4 separate regions of the Sus scrofa genome follow, and regions 1, 2 and 4 are each linked to region 3. Evidence: chromatin contacts called from public HiChIP or PLAC-seq data. All regions are on one chromosome and are shown on one strand. The core of a region is the stretch at or near the end of the contact, and the rest is flanking DNA. Distances in the headings are between cores, read along the strand shown.

The links. HiChIP or PLAC-seq counts read pairs in DNA pulled down with a chosen protein or histone mark.
Region 1: an H3K27ac HiChIP or PLAC-seq map of alveolar macrophages shows a contact between it and region 3. The contact joins two enhancer-like sites. A contact is called at or near these places in 1 of 47 Hi-C or Micro-C datasets (embryonic fibroblasts) and 1 of 2 datasets of contacts at active chromatin or transcription factors (alveolar macrophages).
Region 2: a contact with region 3 is called in an H3K27ac HiChIP or PLAC-seq map of alveolar macrophages. The contact joins two enhancer-like sites. A contact is called at or near these places in 1 of 47 Hi-C or Micro-C datasets (embryonic fibroblasts) and 1 of 2 datasets of contacts at active chromatin or transcription factors (alveolar macrophages).
Region 4: a contact with region 3 is called in an H3K27ac HiChIP or PLAC-seq map of alveolar macrophages. The contact joins two enhancer-like sites. A contact is called at or near these places in 1 of 47 Hi-C or Micro-C datasets (liver) and 1 of 2 datasets of contacts at active chromatin or transcription factors (alveolar macrophages).

Annotation. Positions count from the first base shown.
Region 1 is chr13:126,160,841-126,166,276 of Sscrofa11.1, reverse strand. All of the region lies in intron 5 of LPP (lipoma-preferred partner), which reads right to left. Among named protein-coding and RNA genes, the nearest start is that of MIR28, 120 kb to the left of the region's middle. Within about 2 kb of position 2,631, at least 3 of the 83 cell types and tissues checked have an H3K27ac peak or open chromatin away from gene starts, as enhancers often do. A contact at or near this core is called in alveolar macrophages, where this site is marked.
Region 2 is chr13:126,120,991-126,127,238 of Sscrofa11.1, reverse strand. All of the region lies in intron 5 of LPP (lipoma-preferred partner), which reads right to left. Among named protein-coding and RNA genes, the nearest start is that of MIR28, 160 kb to the left of the region's middle. Within about 2 kb of position 4,403, at least 8 of the 83 cell types and tissues checked have an H3K27ac peak or open chromatin away from gene starts, as enhancers often do. A contact at or near this core is called in alveolar macrophages and embryonic fibroblasts, where this site is marked.
Region 3 is chr13:126,552,199-126,558,248 of Sscrofa11.1, reverse strand. All of the region lies in intron 1 of TPRG1 (tumor protein p63-regulated gene 1 protein), which reads right to left. Among named protein-coding and RNA genes, the nearest start is that of TPRG1, 25 kb to the right of the region's middle. Within about 2 kb of position 3,213, at least 9 of the 83 cell types and tissues checked have an H3K27ac peak or open chromatin away from gene starts, as enhancers often do. A contact at or near this core is called in alveolar macrophages and embryonic fibroblasts, where this site is marked.
Region 4 is chr13:126,254,509-126,260,347 of Sscrofa11.1, reverse strand. All of the region lies in intron 6 of LPP (lipoma-preferred partner), which reads right to left. Among named protein-coding and RNA genes, the nearest start is that of MIR28, 25 kb to the left of the region's middle. Within about 2 kb of position 2,942, at least 6 of the 83 cell types and tissues checked have an H3K27ac peak or open chromatin away from gene starts, as enhancers often do. A contact at or near this core is called in alveolar macrophages, where this site is marked.

The DNA of each region.
Region 1 (5,436 bases), core at 1,382-3,881, 390 kb after region 3:
GTCATTGATTATAAATGCACCACCAGTTATTGACTAGAAACAAAAAATACTGACTTAAATTATTATTGTTTTTTGTTATTAGAATTTTCATTATATTCATATTAAAAGACACCATTTAAATATATAAATGAAACAACTTGAAGCATTCCTAAAGCTTCTTCGTAGTTAGAGTTCACCACTTCAAACTACTTTTCAACTGAAAGTCATGACAGTTCTGTTTTTCCCATAGTCTTGTTTTCTTGGCTATCAAAAGCAATGATAAGAGGGTTCCGGTTCCACTGTCACCTGCAGGATTTCCTTCCACACGAGTTTTGATGTGCATTTGCAACAATGACAACTATGTCATTTCATTATTAATTACTAACCAACAATAATTATCAGAAATATTCAGGATGTGAATATGGGTTTTAGAGTTGACAAAATGTAAGTATGTGAGAGACACAGTGCTTTACTGATCTATGTATAGTAGCTATTTAGTCTCCTAATAGCTGCATGAGGTGGCACTGTATTACCATGCCATTTTGAAATCAGGAACTGAGGCACAGAGATACTACAATGCCTGACGAAGGTCACACAGTAAGTACAGGATCCAGTGTTTTCCATCTAATATAGTTGCCATCTTTCGAGTAACTGTTTTTAGTGACTATGTGGTACAGTTTCTCATTATAGCAATCAGATCAGCACTTTTTTTTTTTTTTTTTTTGGACAATGCAGGCACAAGAATTACAAATTCTAAGGAAAGTGCTCACTCAAGTCTCTTAAAGTTTTTACACCGGGCTACTTTGTTTAAAGCAAACCAAAGGGAAACCAACCCTTGCATTACTGCTAACTCTTTTTAATAGACTAAAGGGACAATTTAGCAGATGTCTGGGCCTCCTTTTGGTTATATTCAAAGAATTACTGACAGAATATGCCTGCAGCCCTATCTTTTTATATTGGGAGGTATATGCAGTGAACACAGATATACAACATATATACCTACAAAGACAAACATGCTGTGGCTCTTAAAACACATTTTTATCACATTTAGTTTTATTAGTGTCTATGTTTCTACATGGATATTAGCTTTGAAAAGGCAAAGAAATCACCACTATTAAATATCTGAAGACCAAATGTGTGCCTGATCCTTGCAGAGCATGAAATTAGACTTAATCTATGCCCAGAGGGGAAAACCTAAAGAACAACTGTAACAATTGATTTTTTTTAGCAGTTCTTTATCTCTTCTCCTTTATTAAGGACAGTTAGCACAACTCAACAATTACCTAGGAGGTATAGTACAAAGCTTTGAGAGTAGCTCTTTATATACTTATCAAATGAGTATTATAATTTGCTATAATTCTCCCTCCTGATTACATACAGTAGCTATTTCATTCTCTAAATAATATCTTATACTTTTTTTTTTTTTAGAAGTTGGTTAAATTGCTTAGGATGAGAATATTAGGCTCAGTTTCTTTGAGGGGTAATATAGTGGGAGTGACTATGTAATTATCTCTAGCAGGCTCTCACTCACTATACAATGTCGTCTACTATATCTTGCTTTCCTGTTGAGAACTCTAGTTAATCCTTACTAACTAGCACACAGGAAAATGAGGCAGGCGGATATTATTTTTAACTTGGGACTAGGAGAATAAGAAAAAGCAATGCTAAGATTGATCAAATCTGGTACATTTGCAATTTTTATTTTAAGCCATTTTAGATATATGTGCTACCAAATAGGTAGAGTAATTCAGGCCTTACAATTATTTGCATAGCAGCATCCTAGCTGGTACTTTCTGCCTTAGACCAATTGTCCTTTAAGTCACTCCACAGCTGGGCTATTTTATGTCTGGCAATTACTATTCTATTCTGGATGGGGAGTTTTATTTCATTTAAAATTGATGTGGATTTTATCCTCAAAATGCCAAGCAGTTCAAATGCTTTATACATACTAGATGTTTTATAAACAATTCAATAGTTTATAACAGGAAGAAGTTTAATACAAATACATCAAAATTTCTAGAAGAATTCCATTCTCCAATGTTGTTCAATAATGTGTCTATTTATGTTCCAGCATCTCCGAAAGACAAATGGGGAACTCAAGTGTGGGGCCTGGAGCAGTCTTAGTCATGTGCTTATGACCAATGACTGACTCAGGGCTGGCACTTCTACCCTTCGCTGCCCTAAATTATGAACAGAGAACACTACTTTGAACAGATGTTAGAAATTAGAGGTTCAAACTATGTTACACTCCTAAATTGCTAAGCCTATCAAATTGCTTCCATTCAAAACAAATTGTCACTAAACTGAAGTCATATTCATTTAAAGACTGATTTAACACTGAAACAGATTCAAGGTTGCATCGGGTTGAGGTGAGAATAGAGAGTGACTACAAATGGGCATGAGATTTCTTTTTGGGATGGAAGAAATGTTCTAAAATTAGACTTGGGTAATTGTTGCAAAATCACTGAATCACTGAACTGTAAAAAACTAACAAAAAACTGCCCCAAAATCCCTTCTCACTAACACAATCACTGTTAGTAATTTCGATTATGTATTCAGTTGTCAATTCATATAATCAGGCTTAGGAGCTAGACTGCCATGGCTCAAATACCAGCTCTGCCACTCGCTAGTTTCAGTTTCGACTCTCTGGACCGTGGCCTCATGATCTGTAAAATGTGGGGAAATGATAGGCTGAGGCATTGGGCTATTACAAGGATCAAGTGAATTAATACATGAAAGTGACATAGTAAATTTTCAGTGAACATCGGTTACCATTGCCATATATTTAATTACAATTTCCTAATATTAGAAATGATTGATCATTGTTGGAAAGGGTAATTGACAGGTAGAATTTTATATAAAATGTTAATTAGATAAGCTACACTAAACAACAGAGATGTCACACTCCTAACTTTCATTTAAAAACCACGGATCCTCCAATTCAGGTATATCCAGAGTGATCTTCGAAAACATACTTCTAATTTCTTTTCTAAAATCTTCAATGTTCCAGTCTTCATTCAAACTCCTCACCTCCCCACCCCCAAATGTCTACAGGCTGAAGAGTGCAATGTACAAATTCATTTATACATTCATTTATACAGCTTGAATCCATTTATAAGCTGCTCTTCAACTCTCACAATGTAATAGTTTGGCTATATTCTTTCTCTGTTTCACTTACCTTATCTTCTAAGTCCTTCGAATTCCTTACCTAGCTGAAAACACCATTCTTTTAAACACATGTATTTCTACAACTGTAGTTCCTTCTGCCTGGACTAACTATAGACTGCCTCAATAAAAACAAACAAAAAAAACCCCTCCTAGACAGCCTTTGTGACTAAACTCAAACATCACATCCTCTAGCTGACCTCATCCTCCTTTGTGACCTCATAGTAAGACACACAATTAATTCTATGAAGGCACACATTGACAGCTCTGACCTTCAGGCCCAGTGTACTTCCCATGCTGTCCCCCCTGCTCTCACCTTACTGAACTCTATGGATTACCTATGTCTCACCTTTGTGCAGTGGCTCATTTTCTTTCCTCCTCCCAAAAAACTCACCCCTCTCTACTGTCCCCAGGTTATCAACTAGAAAACTCTCACAGGCTTCTCAGATTCTGTTTAGAGATGACAACCTCTCAAAAGGCTCCCCAGGTCTCCCCAGATCAGGTTTTCTTTGTCCCCCTGATGTGTTGCCAGAATATCCTTTACTGACCCAATGTCAGTATTTAACACCATTTAGAAAAGAGTCTGTTAAATAGACCCATAGACACAGAAAACAAGCTTATGTTTACGAGAGGGGAAGCGGAGGATAAACTGGGAGTTGGGGATTAACATATACACACTACTATTTAGAAAACAGATAACCAACTAGGACCTACTGTACAGCAGAGGTACTCTACTCAAAATTTTGTAATAACCTATAAGGGAAAAGAATCTGAAAAAAAGACAAATATATATGTAGGTATAACTGAGTCACTTTTCTGTACACCTGAAACTAACAAACATTGTAAATGAACTATACTTCAATTTAATTAAAAAAAATCTGTTGATGGACATTTTGTGAGAAGCTAGGTTTTATAGAACTATTGTCAGTCTAGCTCCAACGCTTAGAAAGTCCCTGGCACATGGTAGATGCTCGTAAAATATCTGTTCAGTAAATGTAGTAATTATCTCCGTTAAAAATAAGTTGAGTCAGTGAATTGTATGGTAAATGAATTACATATCAAAACAATTTGTTACTTAAAAAATATGAGGAGTTCCCATTGTGGCTCAGTGGTAAAAAACCTGACTAGTGACCATGAGGACAAGGGTTTGATCCCTAGCCTCTCTCAGTTGATTAAGGATCAAGTGTTGCCATGAGCTGTGGTGTAGGTTTCAGAAGCAGCTCAGATCTGGCATGGCTATGGCCGTGGCATAGGTCTGCAGCTACAGCTCGGATTGGACCCCTAGCCTGGGAACTCCCATATGCTGTGGGCGTGGCCATTAAAATATTTTTTAAAAAGTCTGAGTTACCAATCCGTAATTGTCACCATAGTTTAACCACTCAGTTATTTGACAGAGATCTTATATGTTACATCCCTATTGTGTAACCTGGTACCTAAAAGATGGTCAATTAAATTTAACGATTTATTAAAAATGAAAATGTTATACTAGATTCTAAACCAATGAACCATTTTCTACAAATCACAAAGGTATGTGATATTTCTCATTAAGTAAATTAATAATGATATCTCAAATGATATAGCTAGAAAATTCATATATTTCAAGATCCATATTTTATAAATAAGGATTCAGTATCAGTAAAAGAAGTAAATTACCCAAGAGCATGTGGACAGGACCCCAAAAGAATGCTTCATCCCAAATCAATATCATTAATGGTATCTGACTTAGAAAGATGCACGTCATTGATGAAGTCAGATTTAGAGTTATGAGTATGGACTATGGAAGAAGCAAATACTGGTGCTAAAAGCTATGTTTGGAAATAAATAGATCATCAGTTATTTTTTGTATATGATCAGATATACAAAACAGATGCTGATAATCATGAAAAAAGGAAAAAAAAAAACCTCTTGGCTTGACATGAGTCATTATTTGATGGGCTATTTCAAGACAGACTTGATATTTCTAAATAGCTGATACCAAGAGAAGAAATACCAAAGAACCACAGAAGTAGGGGAAAAAAATCACTAATGATTCCTTTTACGGAACAATTCCATACACTTATGAAAAGTTAAGATTCACTGTATTAGAAATTTTCACTTGGAAGAGTTTGGAATTTTAAAAACCCTCCAAAATTGACACCTAGGCATACATATGTAAGTCAAATAGATATCATTTGGTACTGTACAATATTAGAAAACTAACTAGGGAAAAATCATTTCATAGCCTGTTCTTAAGCGTACTCATCTAGAAAAGAAGATAAACTGATCCACATGCTCACATCCCTCTCTGGAATA
Region 2 (6,248 bases), core at 3,154-5,653, 430 kb after region 3:
GTCTTAATAGATTCCAGATACAAATCCCTTTTCAGATATAGCATATGCAAATGTAATCTCCCACTCCATGGACTGTTTATACATGCCATTAATGGTGTCATTTGGAGCAAAAAAGTGTTTAATTTTGAAAAAGTCCAATGTATCAATTTTCTTTTAACTGTTTGTGTGTTTGGTGTCACTAATTCAAGATCATGAAGAATGCTCATATATTGTCTTCTAAGAGTTTCATAACTTTACTTCTTATAATTTATGTCTTTGATCCACCTTAAGTTAATTTTTGTATGTGATATAAGACAGGAGTCCAACATTATTTTTCCACATGTGGCTATCCAATTGACCCAACGTTATTTGTTGAAAAAACCACTCTTCACCATTGAATAACCTGGTACCTCTGTTGAAAATCAATTGTCACAAATGTAATGGTTTATTTCTGGACTCTCAATCCCATTCCATCATCCTATATGTATACATTATGCCAGTACCACATTGCTTGATTACTATAGCTTTGTAGTAAGTTTTGAAATTGGGAAGTGCAAGTCTCTGCTTTTCTTTCTTTTCAAAATTGTTTCGGTTATTCTGGATTCCTTGAATTTCTGTATGAATTTTATCCTTCACCTTTTAACTTGCCAGAGAAGAAAGCTAGGATTCTGACAGGAGTTAAATCTGCTCGAAATCTGTAGATTAATTTGGAGAACATGCCATCTAAACAATATCATGTCTTCCAAGCAACGAACACAGATTATCTTTCCATTTGTTTGGGTCTTCTTTAATTTCACTTCTTTAATACCACTCAACAATTCAACAGAGACTTTATGATCAGTTATAATCAGCAAATGAAAGAAAAAAATTTATAAGCGACTGAAAAAAATCAATCAATGAATATAGAGAGAGACTCCCAGAAGCTCTTAGAAAAACATAAAGAGTGGCCACATTCTTGAATTGCATGTCTCTTTTCAGAGAGCCACTTTTCACTAGTCCCAGTTTTCAAGAAACATTTTGGTCTTTTTCTCACATTTCTGGTCATAAATTATATTGTTTATTTCTTTCTCTTTTGTCCTTTGTTATGATGGACTGGGGTAGAGAGGTGACGGCTGAATGATGCATCTCCATACACACCCTTCCTCAGAAGGTACTAAGCAAAGTTGTTCTAACACAGCAGCCAACGGACCACCCAGATCCTCCCTCTTTTTTTTCTACTTGCTGGCTGTGAGGTCTGATTTATAAGTAGACTTCCCCATGAACAAATTTAAGCATCATAACCTTTAGCTATGCTAGGTTGGCTAATGAGAAAAGGAGCCCTAAAATTAGGATTACATAGAATATTAGGTCATCCAGGATGCTATTTATAAAATCTGTTCCCTAGCTTTGACCGCCTTGGTAACAATCAATTTAACATCAGTCATTTAGGAAATTAAACATCACTCTGTGTAGGTTGGGTGGCAGAGACAGCCAAGAAGATTCCTTATTGCAAAAAAGCTTAGCACCTCTGGCATACCTAAGAAGTAACATTTTCCAGTACTTTCATATAATAAGTACAATATCAAGACGGAATTAGAAGCAGTTCAAGACACTTAACAAATGATTTGGGTAAGGGGCTTACATGTCTGACTACTGGTACTTCAAGCTTTCTGAAACATCACATTTCTTAAAAGGAATAAATACATATGCTCTCTTTTTAGCCCACTTTAATTCTTATATTTTACTTATGCCATCAAAATATGTTACTTTAATGGATCCATTGTTTACCATCAATATAAACAAAGAATCCATTTAGAATTAAACTATCTCTTTAAAGTACATCTGAATTTTGCATATTTTTAAAAAATGTCTACAGGCACATATAGATAGAAAGTTTATTTCCATTTAAAAAGCATAAGTTAGGGGAGTTCCTGTGGTGGCGCAGTGGTTAACGAATCCGACTAGGAACCATGAGGTTGTGGGTTCAGTCCCTGTCCTTGCTCAGTGGGTTAACGATCCGGCGTTGCTGTGAGCTGTGGTGTAGGCTGCAGACGCGGCTCGAATCCCGCGTTGCTGTGGCTCTGGCATAGGCCAGCAGCTACAGCTCTGGTTGGACCCCTAGCCTGGGAACCTCCATATGCCGCGGGAGCGGCCCAAGAAATAGCAAAAAGACAAAAAAAAATAAAATTAAATTAAATTAAAAAAAAAAAAGCATAAGTTAGGAATTCCCATTGTGGCTCAGTGGTAATAAACCGACTAGTGTCCATGAGGACTCGGGTTAGATCCCTGGCCTTGTTCAGTGGGTTAAGGATTCAGCATTACCGTGAGCTGTGGTGTAGGTCACAGACATGGTTTGAATCCTGCATTGCTGTGGCTGTGGTGTAGGCTGGCAGCTGTAGCTCCGATTCGACCTCTAGCCTGGGAACTCCCATATGCTGCAGGTGCGGCCCTAAAAAAGCAAATAAATAAATAAATAAATTACAAAAAGCACAAGTTAGACTAAGGCAGTTAATTAGTTTTGAAATGACTTAAATTGGCATATACTTATAGCATCTCAAACATTAGGTCATGAGGTATCAACAATGACATGGTAAAGAAAGGAGATGAATCATGGGCTCAAGGAAAAGAGTCCTATGATAATTCTTTTTTTTTCTGAAAAAAGGATGCATATATCAGTTTATCAGTCACGTAACTTTTTGTTTCCTATCATTGAATCTAAAGAATTTATCATGCTGCTTTTTGCATTAGGAAACACCGAGTAACATAATGGTCCTCTCTTTTTAGCAATTCTATAGACGATACAGAAAATAACTTGCTTTTTATTTTTATACCATCCCCATAATAAGAGAATAGTTATAGCAATGAATTATAACTCCAGATAGCATCATCTTTTCAACCATGTGCATTGCCTTCAAGTGATATAAGGCAGTGCTGGGACAGAACTAGAAATTATAGCTGATTCAGCAGCCACCATTAAGATGTCCTTACAAACCTCATTTGCCTAAGCCGTGCTATTTTTTATTTGTGCAAATACTATGAATTATGGAAAAATCAGAAAGTAGTTATCACTGTATTACGCACTAACTCAACATCAACTCCAGACTGGGTCCTCTAACAGATTTCTAAGGTGTAAATAGTTCCATCATTACTGGATTTGATGACAGCATTTACTTATTTATTCAGCAGTTACAAATTTGTATACCTCTTGTGTGCCAGGAAACAAAAGTTCATCTTGCTTCAAGGACTTCATAGTCTGGTATTTATCACAATTATTTCTTTCTTTTAGTCATTATACACTTTTACGCTGGCTCTATAACATATACTCTATGAGGTAAAATTATTAGAATTTTTACTTTACTTTTGCGTAATTTGTGATTTAGAACAACAAAACAAGATCCAACGTTCTTCTGTCATCTAGAACCCCAACAGAAAGATGTATATTAGAGTGAGGATCTGGGACTTCAACGAAGTCAAGTTCACAGAGACATAAATTCCAAAATTCACAAGTGGCCTGTCTGCACTTATGAATGAAAACTACACCTGCTGGCACAACAGCAGTTAATTTGTATCTTTTTCAGTAAAATTTGAGTTTGCAGTTTTATGTAAACTGGAAAATATATGTTCAAATTATGAAGCATAACAAATTTAAGTTTCATATTTGTAGTTAATATATTCACTGAAAGGCAATGTATAACTTCCCTGGTAATTTTTCCACAGTGTGAAAAGAAACTTAGCAGTTATACTCCAATGTGGTATTTTGTGGAGAGGACAGACCAGTTATTCACCATGACAAATGTGACATGTAGGCTTGGTTATTAACCACCTCCAACCTTCTGTCTACAGAGACCATCTTTATCATCATTATACATTAGTTCGGCTATAAAGCACATAAAAGGAAATGGTTGTCAAGAAGGACAAAACAGTGACAATATCTTATCTGAGATATGGCCTTTTCTCTTAAACACAGCATTCCTATATACTTACCATGGTAAAAATCTAATCTTCCTAAGTAAAAAGTATAGCTGGATTTGTATTTTGTTTATTTTAAAAAAAAAAGTTGTAAAGGGAATAAAGGGGACCATACAGCTTCAGACCAAGGCTACCCCCAAAATAGATATTTAAACAGTGGGAGAGGAGAAAAGAAATACAGAAACCAGTCCTGACAAGAAAGCTCTTTAATTTTGCAAATGTGGTATGTGCTTCTGCATGGACAAAGGGCTAATTATTTCTACTGAGATGCTGTTGTAATATAGAGAAGCTCAACAGGCATTTTGTGAATTTCATTTTAAACCAATTCCTGGATGGATTGACTCAGTATACTGTAACACAATGATCTCTGAGCCTAGGTCTTGCAAACAAATCACAGCTAAAGGTTACCCAGAGGAATGTGGCCAGGGTACCAGAGAAGACTTCTCTCCTTCCCTGGCCTAGGCTCCAGCAGAGCTGGCTTCCTCTGTCTGCTCAACTTCCTCCCTTTTCACTGCTTGAGCTAACTTACACTACACACTCTTACACTGGGGCAAGTAAAATGGGTATTTGGGGACAAAAGCTTTGTAAAGGTGCAATTTTTCAACCTAAAGTTCCACTCTACATGTTCATAGAACTCAAAACAAAGTCTTGAAGCTAATTCTGTTATGGTAGTCACAGAAGACACAAACACAAACATCATCTTATAAAAAAGCAGGAGGAGGTATAACTGTTGAGATGCAATTACATACAATCTAAAAATTAATTACCCGTCATCAGACTCATGGCATGCAGCTCTGAGTCAGCTAACCACTCCTGCACCCCCACCTCACTGTTACTTAACTGTTGAGGTTTCCTGGCAGGTATGAAAGAATTCAAAATAAAACCTAGATCTTCTAAATATGGGCACTGCAAAGAATTAGATCCCTTTTTCTATTAAGATGGTATTTTTACCCCTATTATTTGACTAGACTCCATTTGGTATCTTATACATGAGGTTTCTGCAATATTTCAACTTTTACCAAAGTTCTCAAAAATAGCTATTAGTAAGCAGACAATACAATACATAGATAAATTTGGTCTTTTGGTCTTTTTTTTTTTTTTTTTTTAAGCAAATCACACTATGTGCCTAATCTTCCCCCAACCCCCAAGGGGAGCACAGGGAGAGGAAGACACCATGCATAAGTCTTCTCTTTTTCAACAGTATAGGACTTCGTTCCTATCTCCATTCCCAAGAAGCCAAACAAAGCAGCGGTAGAGTCCCAGTCTGCAAGGATCATCTATGTCTTATCACACAGCATTAGTACGTTGCAGCTTTCATCTCCAAGTAGCCTACATGATGGGGTTCATGGAAAAATATGGACTATTAAAAGTTTAATTACTAATTAATCTCCCCTGCAGCTGCTCATGGCTTCTGCAAGTTAGAACAGGGAACACAAGAGAATAGAAGATCCACGGTACCGCAAGACTCCACCCTAGTTACTCTGCCCACAAGGCCTCAGACCACATGAATCCAAAATAAAAAACCTTCCATACAACCTAGACACACCTGAAATGATTTCTTAGGTTGTCTCATAGATTATTGCTGTATGAAAGGAATTCAGTGTGGGAGCACTGAAATTACAACTAAAGACTTGTTAATATAACTAAAGAGTATGCATGAACTCAGTTTCCAAATAGACTAAGAAATTACAATACCTTTTAAGTGCTTTAAATGACAAAGATAAATATATCATTGATGCAATAACCACCATTCACAAAGTACAAGCTCCAAACCTTTAAAGTAGCAAGCTCCAGACACAAGCTAACAATCCCAAAATAAAATGGGAAGGATTGAGTAAACTGTTCCTCAAACACGACATCTAATTTCTTGCAACTCTAGAATACTGCATCTTTACAAAGGGGAAAAAGTGCAGCTACTACACCCATTTTAGAAATAAAGGAGGAAGCTCAGACTGGTGATGTGGAAAATTCACACAAAAAATTGGTGCTCTTTTTAGAGAAGTGATCACATGAAATTGAAAAGAGAGTAGATTTATTGGTAAACTTGGAATCTAGGATATCAAATTATGTCCAACCCTATCTTATCCCAGAATCTCTCAAAATTTTTTCATCCTAGTCTAAGTGAGAACAGTGAAATCACATTTGACCAATTCCAATAAAACTTGATTCAAAAATACTAAATCCCTATGAATATAAAATCTCGGGAAGTTTTTCCAAGTCATCTATGTACCAGCTCCAATGCTACTCAACTCACCGCAGGGAAGAAAAGGCAGATTTGTACTAGGAATGAGAAGACCAGACTCTAGCCTTCATTTAGGCAA
Region 3 (6,050 bases), core at 1,964-4,463:
AGGAACCCTGGATCCTTTAACCCACTGTGCTGGGCTGGGGATCAAACCCAAACCTCTGTAGCAACCTGAGCCACTGCAGTCTGCAGTTGGAATCTTAACCCACTGTGCTACAGTGGGAACGCCACACTGTTTTATAATTTAAAATTTTTAATCTATATTTTCCCTCATGAGAGCAATATGATTCTTTTTTGTCTTACCCACTTCAGTATCCTCACCACCCACTAGATAGCTAGCATATAGGAAATATTCAATGAATTTCTGTGTTGAATGCATGAGCATATAGATAAATGAATATATAAAATGTAAAGAAACCTAGAGCAGGAGTTCTCTGGCAGCCTAGTGGTTAAGGACTTGGCATTGTCTCTGCTGTGGCTCATGTTCCATCCCTGGCCCAGGAACTTCCACATGCTGCAGGCATGGCCAGAAAAAAGAAGGAAGGAAGGAAGGAAGGAAGGAAGGAAGGAAGGAAGGAAGGAGAGGGAGGGAGGGAGGGAGGGAGGAAGGAAGAGAAAGAAAGAAAGAAAGGAAGAAAGAAAGAAAGAAAGGAAGAAAGAAAGAAACCTAAAGAAACCTAAGGCAATGACAGCCAAGATAGAAACAGAGATAAGCAATAAACCCAGGTAAGTCTCTATGAGGTGTCAAAAACAATAGCAATGTAATTTATTGGACTTAGCAATAAAGAGGGAGGAGTCAAATGTGACAGCTTAGGAACGAGGTGTCTGAGTGAATGCTGCTGGTTTAGGTGGAGATGGGAGGCTACGTTCCCAGGAGTCAGACTAGGACCAGGTCCAGATGGAGATAAGGTTGGCTTTGGGCCTGTGGAATTAAGATAGTGATGGTTCTTGCCGAAATGTCTAAAAGAGCTAAAAATACAGAACTGGGGCTTAGAAAAGAGGTCAAACTAAAGAAGCAGGTTTGACTTTACCTGTGGAGAGGTATTTATTAAAGCTGTGGCAAGGATGAACTTGTCCAAGAGGGAGGGCAGAGAAGAAGAAGCAAAGACAAGAGCCTTAGGGCAGGTGGCAAGATGAGCTGGTGTCTGAAGTTTGGGAACCGTGTCTTAATCTCATGATTCAGTTGCCCTGATCTCTCATCCACCCAGCCAACCCAGAAAACAGCCCAAGTTCTTGTCCTGCCTAGGAAGAGGAGGCCTTTAAACGCTCGCATTCACAGCATCCAGCCCTCCACTATAATCACCCGTTTCTGCATCAACCATTAACAGCTACAGAGCAGCTGAGATCCACTCGAGGCTATGCCATGCAAACTTATTTTTCCCTCTGATGTTATTTAGTGTCTGATGATGTTATTAAATTGAAAGGATTTTATTTCAATGAGCTGGGAGGAAATCCACTTAACCAAATTGTTCGTAAAAGGAATGAAACACATCAAAAACTCTTTGCGCCAATCCACCAATATAAGATTCTGCAAAAACCTTCTTATGTAAATATTTACAAGGAGAGTAAAAAAGGAAAGTGGTTTGGGGAGCAACCAGATGGAATAATACAAGAACAAACTTGAATACAGGCAAAATGAGCTTCAGCAACAACAGGGCAGCCTCTCAGGAATCTACTACTGCCTGGGGGCGAGAAAAGACGAATATAGAGTTAAAAAGAAAACAGCTCTGGGAGAGCATCGCTTGAGCCCCATTTCAGCTAATCTCTGAAAACTGGGTTTTTGTTTATATTAAAATCTTCAAAAAACGATTATAATAAGCTCCCTAATAATAACACGTATGAATTAATTAATTATTCATCACTCCTCTAGAACCAACTTCTACTCTTTCCCAAAGTCTTTCAAAAGATGCCTTTTTGGTGCTTGGGGTTCCGTGAGCAGGAGCAGGGTTTCTTCCCGGATTTCTTTCCCCGAGTCCCCAGGCTGTGGCCCCATTTCACCTCTGAGATTGCCAAGCCTGTCCCTACTACTTCTTGAGAGCCTACAATGTTTTCTCAGTTTTCATTCCTCCATCTGCCTTGGGTAGCCTGATTACAAAGAAAGGATCTTTAACAGATATATCAATTATGTAACATTTTTTATAACTGCTTTCTTGCCCTCCACTCACCTCTCCCTGGGCTCCCCAATGCAACCCTCTTCCAACTCAGAGAACATTTGACGCAAACTTGGCTCACAATGCATTTCGCAAACAAACCACAAAATAACATGATTGTAAAAATGTTAGCTGCAAAAGTAATAAATAAGGAAATAAATAAGTGCGTAACCACAGAGGCTTGTCTGGCTCCTCGGCCCTCTGACCACAGCAAGGCCTTCTGCTGCCTGTCCTTACTAGCGGGGAGGCCAGGAAACTGGAAGACACTCCTTCCTTGCCCAGGGGTCCCATAGTGGAAGTTTCAGAGGAATTGATTTTTTTTTTTTCCCCTCTCTCGTGTGAGGTATGGTTCTACGCCAAAGCTATCCAATGACAAAAAACATCACCAGAGAATGAGAAAGATGGGCTTCATACCACCCACCACCAGTCACGGCAACGCTGGATCCTTAACCCACTGACCAAGGCCAGGGATAGAACCCATAGCCTCATGGATACTAGTCAGGTTCATTAACCACTGAGCCACAAGGGGAACTCTTACCAATCCTGTCTGAGCACATGTTAGGGGTCAGGCTCTGGACCTCAGTACTTTCCCAAGATATCTCTTTAGTAATCCAGAGAAGTGGACAGGGTTAGTTCCATTATGCAGATGAGGAAACCAAAGCCCATCCAGAAACAAGTAGAGGTCAGACTATGACATTTCACAGATGATATAAAATCTCCCTAACAACTGGAGTGGGGGAAAGAGTTTAGGATAAATGTGTGTGATTTTTTTTTCCTCTGCTTTCAAGCCTGGCTGTTGATATATCTTCATTTACAAGGATTTTGAGATTAAAACAACAAAGTACAAACAGTGGGCTTGCCAAGTTTTTTACTAACTTTTACTTTGAAATCATGATGACCCAAAACTCCTCTTCACCAGAAAACTTCTGTGGCTTATGGATTCTGCCAAGAGTGTGACCAGGACAGTCCAATCAAAGATGAAATGGGAGGCTGAAAGCTGGGCCTGAGACTGAATCATAGAGTGCACAATTTTCAATCCAGAGCCCAGAATCCAGTATTTAGTAATACTGTATGCCCTAGGACAGGCCTTACATATCAGGAATAGAAAACAGAATCCCTGATGTTTAATATTCACAGAGAGAGCAGGCTGCCAGGCACTTGAGTCAGACCCTGTACAACACACAACCACAAGCTGTTCACCACGTGGCCAAATGAATAGTGACCCTCCCCAGTGCTGGGCAGTGCACATGACCTGCAAAGCCATTCAAAAGAGGCTTTCTTCAAGGTGACACTAATTAAAAAAAAAAAATCAAGAAAAGCATAACTTCAAGTAAGGTAATAATCAAATGAGTACGGCAGATGTAGATGCAAATGATGCTTAGAGGTAGGGCTGGTTATAAGCACAGTGTATGGGCTGAGAATGGGACTGCTGAATTTACTAATCTCACATCAATTAATGTCCTTGGTTTTCACAACAACTCAATGGATAAGAGTAATTATCCCCTTTTTCCAAATGGGAAAACAGAGTTTCAAGGAAGGAAAGTGATTTTTCTAAAATCTCCCACTCTTAGGTAGGAAGCCAAGCCCACTGCCGGGGTCCCCAGGCCCAGGCTTGGAGTCCCTCCCCTGCCCCTCAATGCCATATTGGAAATGCAGCCAACGAGGGGCTACCAGCCTCAGTGTGCCAGGCTCTGGAGGGGAGCTGCTGAAAGCCACAGGCCTGGGAAGAAGGAAAAACAGCCTTATGAATGAAGGAGACATAGAGATGATAAGAAGGACACTGGAAGATGGGGGTATAACATAAAATGACTCACAGCACTTGCATTTATTAAAAGTCAAGACACATTATTCCTTCTCTAGAAGGTAGCATTGCAAATGCTGAAGGTTTTTGGCTTTAATACAAATTTTATTGTGACTCACTTGGGATGGAACTCTTTCTAAAATCAATTATGTGTTTGTCTATATTCTACAAAGCAGCACAAAGAATATAAATTAGCCATGTTCGAAGGGACTATAGGCTATCACTTTCTTCATTGAACTCTAATGTATGATGACATTCTAGAAGACTCTCTCAATTTAAAGGACTGCTTGACTTTCCCACTCAATCCAGATTGCTGTGATTTTTTTTCCACTCTTGAGGGTTTGTGGGAAGGTTTTGTTTTGATGTTCTGTATCCTCTCTTATCAAGCCGTCCACCTTGTACTTCTCTCCATTTTCAGGAGCCTGCCTGTAGCAGCCCCTTCTCCTACTTTTAATTTGCTGGATTTGGTTTCTTAAGTACTTACAGGAAACTAAATTTATGCACAGTTTATATAAACTAAAATTAATCAAGCTCAGAGTGAAGGACTCTAGCCCATCAGCAAACGGTGAAAACACTGCTGCATTAAGCTTGAGGCTTTCTTGTGGCTGTGTCCATGTCCTCTGCTCTGATCTGCCAAGTTCACTTGTGTTTTTCAATAAGTGGCCTTCAAGACCACTTAAGCAAAACCTCTTTCAGAAAACATCCCATGAGTCCCAGACAGAAATTGCCTCTAAACTCCCAAACCACTGAATGTGCCTTTGAGGGATGGGGTGGTCACCACTGCCTGCCTCTGGTTTGTCCTTAGTGGGGCTACTCCCTGGATGTTTAGAGATGTGATTTGCATTTTCCTCATTTTCATATCTTCCTCTAACCACGGCTTGGACCAAAATTAAGACATACATGTCATCCTTAAGGGGATTTCATCTTAGGAGAAGGGGCCTATGGGAGGAGGAGAAAAGAGAAAAAGTTGGTGAGGAGGGAAGATAGGAAAGAGGTGGGGAAGGAGGAAGAAAAAGAAGAGGTGGAAGATCCTGTACTCCCCTAGTGAAACTCGTTTTCCCAAAGTATCAGCAGCACAAAGTGGGGCCATTTCTGCTATTTCCTGGGGGACAAGATCCTGTCCCGTGGCTGCCCAGGAATGTAGACAGTTGCCACCAGAGCTAGGATGGAGCCCTGAACGTGGACACCCAAGAAGCCCCCACCAGGCCCAGGCCCACCGGAAAGGACACCGAAGGCCAGGAGGCCCCGCTGCCTGGAGGCTCGTGGGAGGAGGGAGCGGGCCCAGCTGGCAGGAGACAATACAGTCCTGTGGCTGTGGGCTCAGCCCTTCCTGCCTCCCGGCAGCCTGGCTCCATAGTGCCGGCCTTGTCCTGGGGTGAACTCATCAGAGGCCCTCCTGCTTTCAGACAGGTATTCAAATGAGTGCAAGTTTTATTTTAAAAGACTTTGTTTAAAAATATGGTCTCAGAACTTTCTCCATTCCCCCTGCTCTCCTGCTCACTGATGCCAGTGTTAAGAAAACCAGGCCAGTTTGAAATCAACAAAATCAAAGCTGTTAAACGTTGGTTGGACTCCCATTGTAGGCCCTATGAACATTCCCCACTTGGGAACTTTCCACAGCCCATGTTCTTTTAGACTTGTTGTGGAGTGAATTGATACTCCAGTTCCCCACGGTACCCTCCCCATGTATGCAGAGTGGCGTTGCCACGCAACATTTGCCTTTTGAGCTCTCGTGCTTTTGATGGATAAGGCTGCTGTGGTGGGTGCTTCAGAGCACCTCTGTTGTTTTGGCCTTTCCAGTACCTACTTTCCCCTATTCTGGCAATAGCTCTTTACTTTTCCTCTAGAGAACCACCATCCCATTCTCAATTCCTGTGGTTTACGAGGAACTGACCTTGCTCCACTAGGCTCTACTTGTGGAGTAGACGCAGGCTTGGCCAATTGGCCTATCTCAACTTGCTGGCCATGATAACCGAATTAGAGGTGGGCACATGCCCTGTGTCACTCCAGGAGGAGTTAATGCACAATTTTTGCCAAAATTCCTTGAGGGGAGGAAAAAAAACTTTTGGTGAAGGTTTTTAAAATTGATGGGATGTAAACATGCATCTGCTGAGAAAAACCAAGAATAAGAAATGCTTGATAAGGAAGCCAACACAGAGACAATCATAGCTGATGGACAAAGAGAAACTTCATTCTGATTTTTCT
Region 4 (5,839 bases), core at 1,693-4,192, 300 kb after region 3:
AGCTTAGAGGCATAGGAAGCTGCATCCAAAAATTAGCAGACTCTTCAAATAGGTTTGTGGTAAAGGCCTTAGCTCCAACCACATGTGTTAAGTCCCATAGCAAAATTATAAAGGGGGAGAGGAAGTAATGTGTGTGCCAACATGGAGGTGAGTTTAGTTCAACAGGAGATCCCTGTCTCAAAAGTACCCTCCTCTGGACTGGGTTCAAACCCCCACAGCTGGCCTGAAGTAGCCTTGACTAACAGGGAAAACAAATACAAAACGAAAAGATTTTGTAGATGCCTGACTACAATGATGGGCGACCTGGGTGCTCATCCTATGTTTTTATTAAATAAGGTTAAACATCTATGGGGCTATTAGCAAATCCCTTCCTCACCCAGACTCTTGATTTTCTCATCTGTAAACAAGGCTCTGACTAGACAAACTAGGGAACTCTTTTAACTCTAATAATCTGACTTCATTTGCTGCATGCCCTGAATAGGTAAGACTCTATGACTACCTCAGGCAGACATGGAATCTGAAACGGCCTCTTTGTATCATGACTCCCATTGCTGCTACCCAGTATCTAAAGGCTCCCTACTTCCCTGTGACGTTTTCCCTGTGAAGTTTTCCTAAAAGTATCCCTGCTCTCCTAGTCGCTATACCCCTTGAATATTCTGCTAGACTCATGTTTCTATTTGATAGAGCTCCTAGCCCAGGATCTTACAGATAATGTTCATTCAATAAATATCTGTGGAGTGAAAGAATGAATCAAATGTCAGAGCTTCTGAGTAATGCGGCAGCTTATATTTCCAGAAAAATCTTGGATTTATATTTATCTTAATAAATATTAAGGAAGATTACATGTTGTTGCTCCTATTACTATTTTTTTTTCCTACCTTTGGAGATAGTTTAGGCAGCTGGCACAGAAAGAACTAACTATCCCATGGAAAAAATCAGCAAATCACTAGTGATTTTGCACTTCTGGGCCAAGCTGCAATTCCTAGCTAAAGGCTTTATCCACAGGTTCATACATCAGAGAGAGAAGGATAAGCACTGAAGGTCTAACTTCCAGCCTTGCCTCTTATGCTCAAATACCTATTAAGGAGGCCAATTACACCTTGGCTGTGTCAGTGCCACTGGTGATTCTGATTCTGAAATTAAGTCGTTCAGCACTGAAAATTACTTGTTTGTAAACAATTACACATGCTGTACTTCTTAAGTCACCTAACAACTATTTAATACCTGAAGTTACATAGTTCACAGAGAAACCCTACCACTTAGTTATGGTGTTTGCAATAAACACCTCCCAACACTCACTCTGCATAACACACAGTGGGTGTAAACTAAATGACTTCCCATTGTACACTGCTCATGTCACAGGCATACAATTACAAGAGTTTCCATTTTAGAGTCAAAAAAAGAGGAAATAGAAAAAAAAAAAAAGCCCCTAATTTAACACATCATCTTTAAGAATAAATGAGGTTACAAATCTACATTTGGAAGAACAGAATCTAGTCCATATGTACCAGATACCATTTTTTTTCTTTTTTTTCAAACTCAAACTCCGGATTTCAAAATGTATACTCTCTATATTCTGAGGTAACAGCTTGTCAGAGAAATGTGGCAAGCAACAGCAGGACTAGCACAGCAGATGGGTAGTATTTTTATACTGGCTTTTAAGTGATAATGTGAGTTTACATAGGGTCATCCTAAATATTGTTTAAGTGCACGGAATGACTTGAGTCACTGTCTAACCTTGAGTAGGCTGTTTTGCTTTCAGTTTTTGTCTAAATTTGCTGCCGTCAAGGCTTCATCGAGAGAAGTCTATCTTTTCTTTGAAACAGGAGCTGCACAAATTTCTCAGAAACTCTCTTTTCAGATTCTCGTACATGTTTTAAATTGACATTAAGAGCAAAGGGAAGAAAACAGCTATGAAAAGTTCTCCAGTTAACACAGTGGACTAACTCAGTCTCTGTTAACAGGTTACAAATGAGATGCATTCTGGGAGAGAAAAAAAAAAGCACTGGATGAGATGAAGCTCTTATAGTTTTCATTTCAGCTCCTCTATGAATGGGCTTCTCTGTGCCTCAGTGTGCATATCTGGAAGATATGCTTATCAATAACTAGCGTACAAAGTTGCTGGGGTGGGAGGTGTCAAAAACAAATAAAGCACCCATAGACTTTCAAGGTTCACACCCTCCCTTCTTGTGTTTGAGTCCAGTTGACTTTACGATAAAATGGAGGGAACAGTCTTGGTGAACTTCCACTTCAATTTCAAAAGATTTCATGGATTTTAAAACAATCCTATGTAATCAGAAAAAAATTATGTTCATTCACAAGTAACGTACATCGATCTTAAGAAGACCTTAAAAAAGCCTCGAGTTGATAACTTTTTTCAATACCTTTTCTGTATGGGCAAACCTGAGGGCTAGAACATGCAGCGACCAGAAACAGTGGATTCCTTTAAGGTGAGACTACTCAAACAGGGATGAGTAGGAAGAGAGAGGGGTTTTAGGATTTTAGCAAGAGGTTGGATACTATTTCCTTTGAAAAGCTGGGGCCCCTGATATAATACAGTCAGAATAGAAGCACCCAGGAGGCAGGAATTTTTTATTATTGTGTTCAATACCGTATCCCCAGAGCCTAGAAGAGAGACACTCAAAAATATTTATCAAATGACTATTAAATACATGAAAGGCTCATTCAAGCATATCCCTTTCCCTCTTCCTTGCTGAAAAATCATTGTCCTAAAGAGATCTGTGAGGTTTGCTTTCTTTCCCAAATCAGAAAACATTGTATTTAGAATTAAGCATCTTACACCTAAGTTTATGTATTGAGAGAGTGCCTGAAGCAGGATCCCACCATGATTTAGTTTCCTATTCTTTCTCCTAATCCAGGCTGCCTTGAGGAACCATTAAGTTGAAAGGCATGGGTCAATTTATTTGACCACACACAAGGCTGTGAATCATTCTGACTTATCAAGTTCCACACTTGCAAGGATGAGTTAATAATATAATGCTTCAGAGAGTCACTGGATCAAACAAGATCAAGTCATAAGTGAGTAAACTGTGAAATAAGAATGTGTTTTCAGGTCCCTTGGGTACAAATAGGGATATGTGACTTTGCTTTGCAAGTTATAAAATCCTAGAGAAATATTAAGTTACTGACATTACGATTCTTGATTTGTAAGCTTTTTTGGGCACAGCACTTATTCATCTATTCATGAATGAATTGGCCAGGGCTTGGTAAACAGTGTCTCTCAAAGTTGGCATTCTGAGGTTAAATGACTGCATAAATGAGTAAGAATGATAAAAATCTTAGAGGGATAAATGTAAATGACTGTATTTCTGGTAAAACATTAATTGTAGAATTATAGGATTGGTCAGAGCATTCTAAAAAAGGCAGAGGTTAAGATAAAATTACGCACCAAATGCCAGATTCATAGGTCCCCACTACTTCTTCAAAAAAACTGATACATGTTACAAAGAAAAAGACAAGCTGGTTTCAAGACATGTATTTTTAAAATTCTATTTAGGAACAAAATAATATGTTAGCTATATTTAGAGAAATTACAATTTTCTAATAAAACAGTAACTACTCAAACATGAATTGTAGGAACTATGATGAACTAAAGTGATTTACCAGAACCTTTCTTTCCTTTGTCCTAAAACCCAACCCTTTAGATTGGAAGTTTTACATTTTCTAGAACTTGACAACATTCGGCACAGAAAAGGAGCATGTACTGTTTGTAACAATATTCAACACATTCAATTCCATTAATAGATGGTTCGATAGGTCAAACAGGGCATGTGGTAACAAGATCTGAATTCGAGAGGAAGCAGAGGAAAGAAAAACAGCACAAGATCCTTAATCACAACCAGTCTTAGAGCACCATAAATCCAGACATTCTCCAAAGAACCAGGAGTGAGAGGATAGATTCTTCCAGAGGGTGCTTAATGCACCAGGAGTGGTTTTTGGTTGTCACAATGGGTGTGTGTGTGGCAAGGTGTTACCAGCATTTAGTGGGTAGAGACCAAGAATGTTAATGGGCTGCCATGCACAAAAACATTGCCAACAAATGAGGAACTCTCTTGCCCTAAATGTGAATAGCATCAGTTGAAAAACATCAAACTACCCCCTAATTTACTCCCCAGTTTTCGGTAATTTTCATCCCTGGTAATATTTCCGTAGCTATTCTGATGGTTAATTCGATGTGTCAACTTGACTGGGCTAAGGGATGCCCAGATCGCTGGTAAAATATTATTTCTGGGTCTGTCTATGAAGGTGTCTCTGGAAAAGATTAGCATTTGAATCACTGGACAAGTAAAGAAGAGCTGCCCTCACCAGTGCAGGTGGTTCATCCAATCCCCTGAGGGCCTGACTCCAACCTCCGAATGGAGGAAGGGAGACTTGCTCTCTGAACATCTCCTCCCCTCTGGTACCAATGCTCCTAGTTCTCAGGCCTTTGGACTCAAACCATCAGTGCATCCCCACCCCCACCCAAGCCCCTCCACACTGATTCTTAAACCTGTGGATCCTGACTGAATTACTAGTTCTCTAGCTTTTAACAGAATTTCCTAGTTCTCTAGCTTTCAGACAGCAGACACTGGGATTTCTCAGCTTCCATAATTGCTTGAGCCAATTCCTATAATAAATTCATATATACTATTGGTTCTGTTCCTCTGGAAAACACTAATAAAACTTTCACCTGAAGAATCAGTCTTTGATCAAAAAGATCACTCAGACAAAACAAAATAGAAGATACTGACAATCTCAAAATTATTTAAATTTTTTATTTTTTCATATAACTAGAGGACCGAGCAGGGGTCAATGGGTCTCTGTCTCTCTCTCTCTCTTCAATCTCTCTTTCTCTCTCTCTCTCTCTCTCACACACACACACACACATCTTGTCTCTTTCCCTCTCTCTCTCTCTCTCTTTCATGGTAAGGGTAAATAAAAATTTTAAAACTGTTTTGATCAGGCCACAGAGCATATGAAAGTGTTAGAATACACAGGTCTTGAACTTCACAGTTTTAATAAAAGCAGACATCCTGATGGTCAAAGAAATAGGTCAACTTGAAACACATTGTGTGATTTTCTTTCATTTATTCAAGCAAGGTTATGGAACACCTTCTAGGTTTTATGCACTTAGCAGCATACCCACGTGAGTCAATAAAAAGCTTATTTTCACAGAGCCTTCCATTTAAGAAGGATGCTAAGACACACAGACAAATAATGTTAATATGAAGTGGGAGATTAAAACTTCCATTAGAGCTGTATGATCAAGGGCAATAGGAATTCAGAGAGGGACCTTCACTTTTAGCTCAAGGATCTGAAAAGGCTCACAGGTCAGGTAGCACATGAAAACAAAAATGTTCCTGCTTACCCACCCTGCCACTTCAAATATGGCATGTGGTGGCTATTGCAATAGAATGAGTGTGCAAAAAAGGTAACATTTAATGGTATAAATTCTAGAGCCAATTTCATTATAGTACCTTACAAAATCATGTGCCCCAATTACACTCTTCCAAAAATCATCCTAAAGACACAAAATGAAAATATTTTGCTTTTTCCCATTGACGATAGCTTTTCATGTTGCATGAGGAAACACAGACATAGTATTGTGTTCTGAAAATGTGGGTACTATTTCTCATGTGTACACATACAGCATGTAATATCCATGCTACTTGCTACAGTTTTAGGGGACAACATGCTTCATACTTAATATGGCAAAGTAGGGTGGGGAAGAGAAGAGAAAGATTATCTGAAAGAATTTATCTTTAATTTATTAGGTGCAAAGGGATTTAGATGGCAGAAAAATAGAGCCTCCCATGGAAACATTTCATTTATCTAACAT